Linked DNA regions of Sus scrofa: regions 1 and 3 are each linked to region 2. The links are chromatin contacts, called in public targeted proximity ligation maps. All regions are on one chromosome and are shown on one strand. The core of a region is the stretch at or near the end of the contact, and the rest is flanking DNA. Distances in the headings are between cores, read along the strand shown. Region 1 overlaps HIP1 (huntingtin-interacting protein 1). Region 2 overlaps RHBDD2 (rhomboid domain-containing protein 2). Region 3 overlaps HIP1 (huntingtin-interacting protein 1).

Region 1 (4,837 bases), core at 503-3,002, 150 kb before region 2:
ACTCCTGCAAGAAGAGGCGTAGAGGCCACAGCTCCCTCATTTTTCCTGGGAGCAGCAGTGAGGGGAGTATCTGGAATCTTTTCTCTCTCCTTGCTTCATGCAGAAACTCCCCCAAGGTTCCCCTGGTGGCATTTCAACCCGCTTGACTTGCCGAGCACCTGGTTATTATTTGGTCTACATTTTCAAATCTACTTTTCTCCTTAAAGCTTGATATACCTCCTTAAAATAAACCTCTCCACCAACATCTCTTGCTGTTTTTCGTTTTTTTTTTTTTTGTTTGTTTATTTGTTTTTTAGGGCTGCACCTGTGGCACATGGAGGTTCCCAGGTTAGCGGTCTGATGGGAACTTCAGCCGCTGGCCTATGCCACAGCCACAGCAACACGGGATCTGAGCCACATCTGCGACCTACACCACAGCTCACGGCAACACCAGATCCTTAACCTACTGAGCGAGGCCAGGGATTGAACCCGCAACCTTATGGTTCCTCATCGGATTCGTTAACCACTGAGCCATGACGGGAACTTCTCTTGCTGTGTTTTTAAAAAGCCTAAATTTGGTACCAAAAGCATGGGAAGGGACTTAGGGCTCTTGGGGCTTGTTCTTGGATCTCTAGGCAGGTTGGTGAGGTCAGGCCCTTTTTCTCTCTCTTGCTCACAGCTGAATCTCAGCCTCCGGGACACTGCCTGGCACAGAGCAGGGCCTCAGTAGATAGCGGCTGGATGTAGGCATGGATGCCCATAAGACATCAGTTCACAGTTGTGCCAGGCTCTAATCTGGGTGCAGGGCACACATGGGACTCTGCGATCCCCAGTGAGTGAGTGCCTTTGACTTTAGCAAAGGGCTTTTATGCCCAGATCTCATGTCTCAGCACCCTGTGAAGCAGAAGTGCAAGAGCCTTTTACAGATGAGCTAAACAAGACACACAGAAACGAAGGGCTCATCTAAGAAACAGAACTTGGGTCACTTGTTGGGCTCACGCACCAATGTTATGGCTACAGGCTCTTCCCATTGCTTCTACCTGTCCTGTTATACAGTCTCAATCTTTCACTGGTCTGGAGTTCATCGTCCATCCACCCACCCAACCAGGCCAACCTTCACTTGGTACCACCATGTGCCAGGTTCTGTGCTCCAGGGGGAGAGGGGAATGTGGACAGAAGAATGTAAAAATGGAGTAAGACCAGGATTTGGCAACTGCTCTATTAAAAAATGAAGGAAATGGACATCTCCTCTGTGGCCACTGTGGAAAAGAATTAACATAGAATTACCATGGGACACAGCAGTTCCTCTTCCGGGTATACACCCGAGAGAATTAAGTACAGGAACTCAGGAGCTCCCACTGTGGCTCAGTGATAATGAACCTGACTCGTATCCATGAGGAAGCAGGTTTGACCCCTGGTCTTGCTCAGTGGGTTAAGGAGCTATTGTCAGGAGCTGTGGTATAGGGATCCCACAGTGCTATGGTTGTGGTGTAGACCAGCAGCTATAGCTCCAATTCAATCCCTAGGCTGAGAACTTCTACATGCTATAGGTGTAGCCAAAAAACAAACCAACAAATAAGCCCCCAAACCCAGGAACTCAAACCGAAAGGCATGTGCCAATGTTCAGAGCAGCATTACTCCCATTAGCCAAAAGGCGGAAACAACCCAAGTGCCCATCAACAGATGAACAGGTAAATAATACGGAATATATCTGTGCAATGGAGTACTCTTCCGCTGTACAAAGAAAGGAAGTTCTGATATATGATGCAACATGGATGAATCTTGTAAACTTATGCTGAGTGAAATTAGCTAGACACAAAGGAAAATTATCGTGTGATTCTACTCACATGAAATCTAGACTATGTCAATTCACAGACACACAAAGTAGGGTAAATGCTACAGGGGACAGGGTGAGAGGGGAAAAGGGAGCTATTGTGTAATGGGCGCAGAGTTTCTGTTCTATTTGGACTGATGAAAAATTTCAGAAATAGTGACGCCTGCTGTACAACATTATGAATGTGCTTAATGCCACTGAACTGTATGCTTAAAACTGGTTAAAATGGGGAGTTCCCGTCGTGGCGCAGTGGTTAACGAATCCGACTAGGAACCATGAGGTTGCGGGTTCGGTCCCTGCCCTTGCTCAGTGGGTTAAGGATCCGGCGTTGCATTGAGCTGTGGTGTAGGTTGCAGACGCGGCTCGGATCCCGCGTTGCTGTGGCTCTGGTGTAGGCCGGTGGCTACAGCTCCGATTAGACCCCTAGCCTGGGAACCTCCATATGCCGCGGGAGCAGCCCAAGAAATAGCAACAACAACAACAAAAAGACAAAAGACAAAAAAAAAAAAAAAAAACCTGTTAAAATGGGATGTTTTATGATTATATATACATATATATATCTTCACAATTTTTTAAAAAAGGACAAACATATTCAAAACATCATTGCAGTAGTATCGGATTATACATATGGAGCAGTGCAACAGAACAGCAAGTCCAAAAACTAAGAAGACTATTCGGATGATATCAATGCCTGGAGATAGGGGGTGGGGGGAGGGGTAGGAGCCAAAGGTAAAAAGCAGAGCTACAAAATCTGTTTCTACCTTGAGCAATGAGACGACCTTCTTATGCAAGACATGAAATGATGACACCATAAAAGAAAACATTTTTCAAATGGTGGTATAGTCTTTGAACTGGACAAACTGGCAGGATCTAATAAAATTTCAAATACACATAAATACACACATCCTCTAACTCCTGGGCGTCTGTCCTAGAGAGATGCTCCCACGAGCCATGTTCAAGGGCATTTCCTAAAGTACTGTTCCCAAGGGAAAGCAAAAACAGCTTTAGTATCCCCACAATAGCAGAAAGTTGAAACAAACCAGGGCAGTTTAACTCTAAGGACTACTATGCAGCGATTTAAAAGAGTGAGGTTGATCTAAAAATGCTAACAGAAAAGAACCTTGGGAAAAGAAAGAAAGAAGGAAAGAAGGAAGAAAAGAAATATAAGGGAAAGAAAGAAAGAGTTCCTACCCCGGCATAGCGGAAATGAAACTGACTAGTATCCATGAGGCTGTGGGTTCGACCCCTGGCCTCACTCAATGGATCAGGGATCCGGCATTGCCGTGAGCTGTGGTGTAGGTCGCAGACGCAGCTCAGATCTGGCACTGCTGTGGCTGTGGTACAGTCCAGCAGCTGTAGCTCCAATTCAACCTCTAGCCTGGGAACTTCCATATGCTGTGGGTGCAGCCATAAAAAGCAAAAATAAAATTTAAAAAAAAGAAAGAAAGAGAGAGGGAGGGAGAGAGGAGGAAGGAAAGAAAGAAAAAGGACACCCAGGATCCCTCCAAACGGACTGGCTCACTGGCTTACCAGCCTCTTCCCCATCTTCAAAGGGCTCAGCAGGTGGGATACACATCTGCCCAGCCCCATGATGGCACCATGTGATGCCATGGGAAGAGCTGCCAGATTTGAGATAAAGCCTTAGAACGTCCTACCCCAGCAGCTGAACTCTGAGGGCGGGAAAGTCAAGAAGGGGGTTAGGAAGGGGTATTTATGAATGTAGTGGGGGTCAAGGGAGGGAGAAAGGCAGGGGAAAAACCATAAAAACAGCAGGAAAGCAAACTAGGGCAGGCGGGTGTGAAGGCCAGAGGGGCCATACCAAGTGCAGTAAAATTCCAACCACTGGCCCGTGGTTTTTGGGTGGAGACACATCAAGTGACATCAACGTGTCCTTGGATGCTGCTTTAGGTCATTTTGTCTCCTCCTGCTTTGGGACAGTCCCAGGGTGGAAACGGCAGATCATTCGTGGAGGGTCCTGTGTTATGGAGAGTGAGGAAGTCCTGTAAAAGGCTTCCCCTCAAATCGAAAGCCTACAAAAATCCCTGGCTCTGGTCTCACTGGGCATCCTAGTACCCCCCACCCCCCATGTTGGTGCCCACCCCACACCATTTCTTCCAGCTCCTTCTATCTCAGTAAGGGGAGGGGACCTGTGACTTCAGAGCACCCATTACCACACTTCATCCTCACGATTACTGTAATTAGCAAGGTCACGCAATGACCTAGGATCAAGGCCAGGATCAGCATGAGCATCTGGGTCTGTTTACATCTAAAGCTCATGCTCTTCCTATCAGCGGAGGCTGTGGGGACGACTGAGCACCAACCATGCAGAAGAATCTCTGTCGAGTGTTCCAGACGATGCCGAATAAGTCAGGTCCTGATCTCCAGACAGGAGATACGGGGAAGACATAAGCCATGGTACGTGGCAAAATGACTATAACGTCATGTTTGACTCGTGAGAGAAGCATTACCAGAATGTTACAGAGGTCAGGAGCGGGCAAAGGACACACCAGGTAGAGAGAGACCGTGAAGGCAAAGAATGTTTGGGGCGCGTCCAGAAAATAGCACAACCAACAGGGGGCTTGCTGGTCTCCTTCCAACCCTTTCTGCTGTAACCCTGAGGAATCCTCATGTCATGACCAAAACCAAACGAACCACCAACCAGCGCAAAGAACTCCTTCTGCCCTCAGAGTCTCAGCACCTCTCTCCATCTTCTTGTTTATTATTACAGATAACGGGGGAAGTCTCAAGCAGAGAAAAGACCAAGGACAACGATTTGGGGAAAGTCTCCATCTAGGATGGGAGGAATGGTCACGGCAGGAGCCCAAGAAAGTGCCCACAGTGCGGTGGGAGACGATGAGGACCAGGGGCGGCCCCAGAGGGAGGAGGAGTTGGCTAAATCCTGGTGGGAGATCCCGGAGGATGGGCGGGGCCGGGGCGGGGCCGGGGGCGGGGCCGGGGGCGGAGGCAAAGCGCAAAAAGCACGTTAGGTCTCTGACGCCGCCGCCCTCTGGGGAGAGGGGGATG
Region 2 (4,739 bases), core at 133-2,632:
CCACACCCCCTCCAGCATTGGTCATTTGTGGACTTATTAATGATGGCCATTCTGACTGGTGTGAGGTGGTACCTCATGGTAGCTTTGATTTGTGTTTCTCTAATAATCAGGGATGTTAAGGGTTTTTTCATGTGCTTGTCACTATCTGTATATCTTCTTTGGAGAAATGTCTACTCAGGTCTTTGGCCCGTTTTTCAATGGGGTCGTTGGGTTTTTTGCATTGAGTTGTATGAGTTGTTTGTATATTTTAGAGATGAAGCCCTTGTCAGTTGAATCGTTTGAAACTATTTTCTCCCATTCTGTAAGTTGTCTTTTTGTGGTTTTTTTTGTTTGTTTGTTTTTTGTTTTTATGGTTTCCTTTGCTGAGCAAAAGCTTGTCAGTTTGATTAGGTCCCATTGGTATATTTTTGTTTTTATTTCGGTTGGATCACACAGTTTTAAATGTCAGCATGATATTGTGTGCAGCTGTATCACCCTGCACGGTAAAGGCACGACCATCTGACTGACAGTGGAGTGGATTTTTGGATTCTTTTTGCCATTACGAATAATGCTGTGATGCATGACGTCGCATGTGGAGCCTCGGTGGTATTTGGGATGCGTTTCTGTGTGAAGGCTGTTAACAAAGTGGATGGTGTTGAGCCGACAGTGAACAGGGGGTGGACCTTGACGCTGGAACCCACGCATTGCAATAACTTCAGCGTTTGCAGCACTTTACATTTTATGAAATACTTATCTCTCCCTCTCTCTCGATGATGCAAGAACAGCGTGCAATATCTAGCCAGAAGAAGAGGAGACAGGGGGTTCTGATTGCCACCTATTCATCCCCAAACGGCCAGCATTGGAAATGGAAGAGACTAGTTTCCTATGATTCCGCAGGAGAAGCTCTGCGCACTAGTGGCCAAGCCTGTTGGCTTTGGATGCATTCTCCTAGACCTTCCATCCAGAGGGCAGTCTCAGTGCTTCCGCCTGTGATTCAGAGCAGGACTTGAGGACTTCCTGTGAAGTAAAGAAGGGTTCCATCTGGGAAGAGGAATCCTCCACTCTTTAGCAAGAATGAGATTAATCTAAATTTAGGGTGTCAGCAGAGTTGAGGCTTACCACAGAGCTGATCTCGAGCAAAAAGGGAACATTTTGGTCTGGCCACTTGTGAAGGGATTGTGATGGGGGTGGTGTGTTTGTGTGTGCGTGTGGTGTGTGTGTGTGTGTGTGTGTGTGCGTGCGCGCGCGCTGAGAAATTCAGGGACAGCTGGGAAGGAGGCAGAGAAAATTGGGTCAAAGTGTGCAGGAAAAAATTGTTGGAACATGACAGAATGAGAGTTGTTTCTCTGGAAGTCCTAGGACGCGTTGACCTAAGCTGGCAGCTGGCAGCTGGCAGCTGGCAGCATCTCAGAAAGTGATCCACTGGGTTCCAATGTGTGATTGTGTCAGTGAAGCTCTCACTGAGAAATATGAACATCTGCTTGGCACTGGGCCATGGGACTGGAAGAGTGTTTGCCCTAAAGTTGCTTATGTTTGCTCAAAGAAAATGATTTTTTTTTTGTCTTTTGTCTTTTTAGGGCTGCACATGCAGCATATGGAGATTCCCAGGCTAGGGGTGGAATCAGAGCTACAAGCTGCCAGTCGACACCACAGCCACAGCAACGTGGGATCCAAGCCACGTCTGCGAACTACACCACAGCTCATGGCAACACCGGATCCTTAACCCACTGAGCGAGGCTAGGGATTGAACGCACAACGCCATGGTTCCCAGTCAGATTCATTCCCACTGAGCCACAACGGGAACTCCAGAAAATGTTTTTTAATATAATTTTTTTTTGTCTTTCGAGGGCTGTACCTGCGGCCTATGGAAGTTCCCAGGCTAGGGGTCAAATCAGAGCTGCACCTGCCGGCCTACGCCACAGCCACAGCAACATGGGATCCAAGTCGCATCTGCAACCTATAGCACAGCTCACGGCAGCGCTGGATCCTTAACCCACTGAGTGGGGCCAGGGATCAAACCTGCATCCTCAAGGATACTAGTCAGACTCATTTCCGCTAGGCCACGACAGGAATTCCTCAGGTGATAATTTTGACAAAGGTTTTGCCATTGTGCCACATGGACTGCCTTTTTTCTTTTTTTTCCCAATCCCCAGTGGCCCCAAAGCCAATGCCATTTATTTTTAGATTTTCATACTTCCAGATACAAATTTTGTCATCAGTCAGTGCTCACTATCACCACCCATGAATCTCGGGAGCTTAAAAAAATAAAGGCTATTTCTTGCTCCCTTTATGTGATGCTGTGGTTAGCCCCAGCTATGCTCACATGCCCCAGGCTGCAAGAGAAGAGAGAAGAGCACATCTGAACAAACCAGGCTCAGGACAGAGAAAAGGGACCGGGACAATGATGGAAGCATGCACTGGCTCTTAGGACATGTCTCCTCGCATGGTTCCTATTCAATAAATGCTCGAATCTGACTTTAGGGATGTAGGGGACATAGGCTTCTCACAGGGAAGAACAGTGACTATTTGTAACAATCGCACAATCTACCCCAGGGCCAATGAACAGAACTGTCGGTCTCACCTGAGTTCTGATCTGAGACATAAGACCAGGCAACATATGGATGTACTATTTTGCAGCCTAAAGGGGCTGAAATACTGCCTGAAAGCCAGACCCTAGGAGGCAGGGCTGGGATGACCCTGATGTTCTGATTCCCATGGATCTCCCCCCATCCCCACCCCCCACCCCGCCGTGAGGGGGCTTGAATGTCTCAATGCATCTGCATCCCTCCTCCCCAGGCGCCCCCTCCTCCCCAGGCGCCGGGGAGACCCATGCAGGGACTTTGCCTTTCCCCAGGCTGTGATTCCTTCCAGGTCACAAAGCAGACAGTGCAATTTAGCACCAGCAGCTGTAGCCCAGGACCAGGTCAGAGAGAGGCACAAGCCCTTCTCAAAAGACTCCCCAAATCTGCCCCAAGATGGAGCTAAGAGACTAAGGCGTGAACTGTGATCCCAGGCAGATGTGTCTGTTGCCTCTTCTGCAGGCGATCTTTTCACTCCCAAAGCATCCCCATGTGTGGGGGCGGAGCACGCTGCCGGGATGACCCGAGGGCCATTCCCCTGGGTTTCCCCCACCTCCTCCCACTCCCTCCAGGTTCTTGGCTTTCCTCCTTCTTCTTTCCAAAAGAATGCAAACCGACCTGTATCGTTCCCCGCCCCCACCCCCAGCCTACTCTCTTAAATCCTTTTCTTCTTCCAGCCCATGGGTGCCTTTGCCATCTCCTGTGTAACAGCCTCCGACTGTCTGTCTCTCTGTCTGTTTTTCTCTCTCTCAGATTTCTCCTTTATGTTCCCGCTCCCCAACAGAAAGGAGTTTATATGTCGGAGGTCCCTTGTGGTGTGGCGCAGCATGTTCGGGATCCCGTGTTGTCACTGCAGCGGCTAGGATTGCTGCTGTGGCACTGGTTCGATTTATCTCTGGCCCAGGAACTTCCCCACGCCAAGGGTGTGACCCAAAAAAAGAGTGTGTATTTCACTTCTGGTGGTGGGGGTTGCAGGTGGGTTTTGAGCTGGTACCAGTAGAGGGTGGATGATTATTGCTACAATTTATTGGCCATTGCTTTGTCAGGTGTCTTACACAGAGTACTTCTGAGGTTTTCAGGGAGGCTTCATTGTACCCATTTTACAGCTGAGAATGTTAAAGCTAAGAGGGTTAAGCCAGGGCCCCAGCCCATGAGTGGCAAAACCAAGATTCAACCCTGTAGCTATTTGGCTCCAACATCTGTGTCCTTCCTGGGTCCCCTGCAGAAGGGCAGCTCCGGGGATAACAGAGGCTGGAATCAGGATGGCACAGTGGGAATTTAGTGCACGGGGGCGGGGGGGGGGCAGCATGATGTAAGCCCACGGGAATGTGGTTTAGGTGGGCTGGTGATTCCAGAGAGGGACACCCAGGGGAGAGGCGATCTCACAGTAAGTTGTGATGCTTGTATGGCGCTTTATAAAGCTTTCAGCTGGTGTTAACTTGCTTGCTGCTCTTCACAGATTTGGAAACTAAGTCTTAGGACCCCCTTAAATTCAGGTATTCTGATTCAAATGCTGAGGCACCGGTCCGGATGCTCTCACCCATCTCTTCTAGGGCACAGACTCTAGGGAATAAACCCTGTAAGGACGAGGTCATTTTGGCTTCATAGCAGCAGTGGCTGTAAGAGCAGGCAGAGGTTTTTCCATCCTCCAGACCCCGCCTGCATCCATCTCCATCCTTTTCCAGGAAACAGGCTGACCTTGGTGCACCGCATCAGGAGACTCCCTGGCCCTCTGGCATCAGGCCGTTGGCTCGTGCCTCTAAGGTACAGCTGCTCTCATCAGGTCCAGGGACCTTCCTCCTGCCCCAACCCCACCCCCGGCCCCCCAGAGGTATAATGTGATCTTACACACGGACTCTGAGTGGCTCAGCCCCACATCCTCCTGTCTCCCCCACACCCTTACAACTAGTCCCCTTATAGGGTCCCCTCGAGGACCCCATTTTGAGGGTGTCTGCTCTCCTTTTACTCCATGGCCTTGTTAAGAAAGATGGACCTGCAAAGCTCAGTGACTGGACCCAATGGAAGGGCCTTTCTTTCTTTCTTTCTTTCTGTTAAGTGGGAAAATTGTAATATGAGAACATTTTCTTTGTGATTTCTTTCACCAAGGAACGAGGTCCATCTGATCCTTCTATTCTCTGACGTTTTTTGTTATTTTTCAAAACATTTCATTATTGTTGATTT
Region 3 (4,975 bases), core at 432-2,931, 170 kb before region 2:
AAAGGAATTAAAATATATATGTATGTATGACCGAATCACTTTGCTGTATCTGAAGCTAATGCGATATTGTAAATCAACAATACTTCAATTTATTTATTTATTTATTTACTTTTCAGGGCTGCACCACAGCATGTGGAAGTTCCCAGGCTAGGGGCTGAATCCAAGCTGTAGCTTCCAGCCTACACCATAGCAACATGGGAGCCGAGCCGCGTCTGTCACCTACACCACAGCTCACGGCACCGCCAGATCCTTAACCCACTGAGTGAGGCCAGAGATCGAACCCACATACTCATGGATCCTAGTGGGATTCATTTCTGCTGCACCACAAGGGGAACTCCCCTTATATTTCAATTTAAAAAACAGAAAAACAAACAACAACAACAAAAAAACAACCATGCAAAACTCGCTCCTGGGTTCTCACCCCTTCCTCCCTCAGCCACCCACCAGCCTTTTGGATTTCAATTTCCTTATCTAAACACAGACTCTATTCTCCATCTCAATTAGCTTCCTGTTGTAGTAGATCCCAGTTTCATTTGCAGGCCTTTTTCCAGGTGAAACCAAGCAGGACCCGGTGGGGCTCCTGGGCACAAGCTTTTTTTCTGTGTCCCCCACATCGTGTTTTTAGGGAATGAGCTTCGGCCTCCTTGACCTTCCCTGAGTTCCAAAGGGCAGGTTCAAACAGTTGCTGAAGGGAGGAACCAGAAACCACGGGGCGCAGTGCAGCTTTGGGGCAGGGTCCTGGTTCCTCCTTAAGGAATATGCATAATACCTTTGAGTGCTTCTGCAGAACCTAAAACCCCCAACAAAAGAAAACCTCAAGGAGGGCCTCCAGACCCAGTCCCGGGGCCACTAAACACCAACTCTGAAGAAGAATCAAAGCTTGCATCTGCCCTGATCCTTATCTGGGGCCCTATTTTCTGCCTCCTCAACTATAAAACCACTTTCTATTGCTTCCCAAAGGCGGGCACAGTCTTCAGGACATTAGCCTGCTGTGCCCTCCTTTGCCTGGCAAAGCAATGAAGCTATTTTTGTTTCTCCTTCACCCAAAACCCTGTTTCTGTGTTTCTCTTAGCACTGGTACACAAAGGCCGAGTTTTGGCAACCCATGTAACCCTTACAGTAACAGCCTATGGTAGCACCGCAGCTGCTAAGTCCATTGACTGGATGCGGAAACTGAGATACAAGAATGGTTAAGTGACTTATCCGGCTGGTCGTGATGCCTGATGACCTGGCTGGTAAACAGCAGAGGAACCAAGATCTCACTCCAAGTTTAGACCCACCCATGCCAGCTCCAACGCTCCAGGCCTGGGAAGGATCATTCTGACTCATTTCCCCTGAGAACACACAGGTCAATGTCAGGCCCCAGCTTCCAGGAACTGAAGTCCTTACTAACATGCAACCAAAGTCTAGGCTGCACTGATCTCAGGTCAGAGCCAAAGACAGGAGAGTGGAATGAGCAGGGCAGGACCCGGTTACCCTCGGTGTGGGGGATGTGGGGGGCATGGAATGCCCCAGCTGGCAGGCAGAAACTCTGATGGCTATTTCCAGCCCCGGACCCAGGGATTAATAATGAGCTGGGGTGGATTTGCTAAACAGTTTTCTAAAGTGGAGAGAGGGGTGGTTGCTAATTCTGGAGGTGGATTTCATCACCAGCTCCCAGGCTGTGATGTGACTTCCTCAGAAAGCAGAGCAGCCAGGAAATCTCACTTCTGTTTCCTGCGGGGTGACGGACAGCCCTTCCTCAGGGGAAGAGCCCAAGGTTCAAGAGACGTGTAGGGGTGTGGAGGGGGACACCCAAAAGGCCCAGGCAGGGTGAACCCCCACCGGGCACCCAGCCTGACCTCCTGCTGGTTTCTGGCTACCAGCTCCTGGTGGTCACGACCTCACTTTCTAAAGGACAGCTCCAACCTTGCCACACATGTCCAGGGGCTCATGGCTGTACCCCAAGCTTCAAGCCACCTTTGTAACCTAGACTACTCCCCCTCCCACAACCATCTCTGTTTAAGCCCTGCCTTTCTGCATTCAGTAAATTCATTCACCAAACAAATACTGAGCAGCCACGTCAAGTGCTGTAAGTTAACTTCCAGATGGGTAAGACCTAAGTCCTGGCTTCAAAGGGCACAATCGGGAGTTCCCATCATGGCTCAGCGGAAACGAATCTGACTGGTATCCATGAGGACGCAGGTTTGATCCCTGGCCTTTCTCGGTAGGTTAAGGATCTGGTGCTGCCGTGAAGCTGTGGTGGAGGTTGCAGACGCAGCTTGGATCTGCATTGCTGTGGCTGTGCCGTAGGCTGGCAGCTGTAGCTCTGATTCAACCCTAGCCTCAAAAGACAAAAAACAACCCCCTCCCCCAAAATAACAAAGGGCACCATCTAGGTGGGGGGAAAGATGTCAGCACTGCCACACCGCCAGGGAGAGGAAGGGCTGGTGGGTGGCTGCAGGGAGGCCGGGGGTGAGGATGTGACTAGGCTGAGGGTTCAGAGATGACCACCCTTCCCTGGACCCCGGGAGTCGGCCTGGAGAAGGGGCCTGCAGGGCCGTCCTGAGGAGAGACCAGCCCCAGGCACGGATGTGGGCCAGTGCCCAATGGCAGTGCTGCTGCAGAGCTGAAAAGGCATAGGGGAGGCTGGGAGCAAAGAGCCCAGGTTACAATGAAAGGGAAATGGAAGCGAGAACCGCCGTCCAAGCAACTTCCCCACAAGCACCACTCAGCTCAAAACCCATCAATAAGAAAAATTCTGAAAAGCCCAAATCTTAAAGCCCGAGTTATCAGAGGGTCAGGCAGTGACTGAGTAGACATCTTGATGAGTGTACAAGGCTCTCACCTCGACAGTGGAAAATGGATACAGCTTAATGTCTCTTAGTGGGTGAGTAACAGCGACGAAAACTTTCATCGGGCTCTACTCATCTGGAAATAGGAATTGCTAACAGCTGGTGAATGTGTGCCATGCGCCAGCCCTTGGTCTAGGCCTCCAACATACCTACTAATGCCTCTGCCTCCCCACAGCCCGTTATGGAAGATTCTGGGATTATCCCCACTACCCAAGGGGGAAAACCCTGGCTCAGGGAGCCTTGGTCACCTGCCCAGGTGAACAGGAAGGGAATACAGAATCTGTTTCTAGATCTAAGGTATGGTGAAAGCTAAAACACAAGTGTACAAAACTGCATTATGGCACGGCCCCATTTTGTTTCAATATGTGTGTTATCTGTCCACGTGTATATGCTTGTACGTGGTTGAAGACATGAACATTTGGCCATTTTTGACATATAAAAATGGCACTTTCATATGGTTCAGTGTAGTGTGAGTGCGTGTGTGCGCGTGTGTGTGTGTGTGTGTGTGTGTGTGTGTGTGTATGCTTATGTGCCCTGGAATAAACAAGTCTGTAAGGATCTATACCAAATTATTAGCAGCAGTTCTGGATGATGAGAGAATGCCTGCTCTTTGTTTTGTTGGTTTTTTTTTTTACACTTTTTCATATTTTCTTTAAACTAGCATAAGTTCAATATTTTCCTGTGAATTACCTGTGGATCCCAGCCGCCGATGACTACTGCGATGCGAGACGAAAATGTACCCAAAATGCAGGAGCCCCTCCCCCGCAACTACTGTCTCTGAGGCCAATGCACTCGTGGCTGTCTCTCTTGGGGAGCTGAGAAGCCAAGACAAAAAGCTGTCACAGAAGGAGCTCAGCGTTTGCTGACTCAGGGGACAATACTGACATATGTACAGGACAGAAAAAGGATGACAGCCAGGAGCCTGGCTGACAGCATGGGGAAAATTGCTGTCCGGCAGCGAAACTGCTGACCTGGATCTTTGAGCTAGCAGAGCTAAGGAGGCACTGACTTGGGAAGATTCTTTCCCAAAGAATCCAGCCTGGGAGAAATCCAGCAAAAGAAAGCTATTTTAGGTCCCAGCAAATGAGGCCGAACTCATGTTCCAAAGAGAGGTCATGATAGAACGTTAATGAAGGGCTCACTTCAAAAGAACCTTCCCCCACCCGTGCCACGCAGCTCCCACGCTTTTTCTGGCACCAGGGAGGGCCATCTCCAGGCCCTGAGACCAGAAGGAGGTGAAAGGCTGTTGGCCAGAAGGGCACACCCAGGGCTAACTGTTAAGTGGAGACTGCCTCACTCATGGGTCACCTGTTGATTGTTATTATTATTATTATTATTTGGTCTTTCTGTTTTTTAGGGCTGCGCTGTGGCATATGGACGTTCCCAGGCCAGGGTCAAATCAGAGCTGTAGCTGTCGGCCCACACCACAGCCACAGCAACTCGGGATTGAGCCGCATCTGCGACCTACACCACAGCTCACAGCAACGCCGGATCCTTAATCCACTGAGCGAGGACAGGGATCGAACCTGGGTCCTCATGGATACTAGTCAGGTTCGCTAACCGCTGAGCCACGATGGGAACTCTGCTCTTGATTATTTTTAACTCGGACCCTCACACCCTGCCCCCCTTGTCTCTCCTCACTCATTCCTCTGGCCCTCCTCCTTACAGACCTACTCAGCATCCCATCGGCTGCCCACAGTGCCACTCTCCCAACTGGCATGCCTCTGCTCTCATCGCGTCGTCACCCAATTCAATCAGCACCACCTGTGCAGTTGTGTGTTTTCATCAATGAAATTGCCGCTCCCCAGACTCAAAATGCAGCATAAGCACCGGCTCTTCCAGGAAGCACCAAGGTGGAAAGATTTGACCCCATGTCCTAGGAAGTCTGCTAAGAAAGAGGTGCCACTTGATCCCCTGGCAGAAGGCGCAGGTGGATTCTGAAGCCATCGGGTGGCCTTGAGACCCTGTGCTTTTGCATGCATGGCTTTCTCTGCCTGGAATTCCTTTACTTTCCTAATCTCCTGGGCAAATTCCTTCCCCTTCTCCAGTTTTCTGAGTGAACCCCTTCCTCCAGTGCCAGGCAGTTAATGCCGCCTCTTCCTCCTGGCACATCCTCACATGTCCTCTGAGCCTTGGGTCAC

Evidence for each region.
Region 1: a targeted proximity ligation map of alveolar macrophages shows a contact between it and region 2. A contact is called at or near these places in 1 of 47 Hi-C or Micro-C datasets (embryonic fibroblasts) and 1 of 2 datasets of targeted methods (alveolar macrophages).
Region 3: a targeted proximity ligation map of alveolar macrophages shows a contact between it and region 2. A contact is called at or near these places in 1 of 47 Hi-C or Micro-C datasets (embryonic fibroblasts) and 1 of 2 datasets of targeted methods (alveolar macrophages).

Annotation. Positions count from the first base shown.
Region 1 is chr3:10,467,261-10,472,097 of Sscrofa11.1, reverse strand. All of the region lies in intron 1 of HIP1 (huntingtin-interacting protein 1), which reads right to left. Among named protein-coding and RNA genes, the nearest start is that of HIP1, 53 kb to the right of the region's middle.
Region 2 is chr3:10,319,939-10,324,677 of Sscrofa11.1, reverse strand. All of the region lies in intron 1 of RHBDD2 (rhomboid domain-containing protein 2), which reads left to right. Among named protein-coding and RNA genes, the nearest start is that of RHBDD2, 7.3 kb to the left of the region's middle.
Region 3 is chr3:10,493,142-10,498,116 of Sscrofa11.1, reverse strand. The region is part of intron 1 of HIP1 (huntingtin-interacting protein 1); the gene reads right to left. Among named protein-coding and RNA genes, the nearest start is that of HIP1, 79 kb to the right of the region's middle.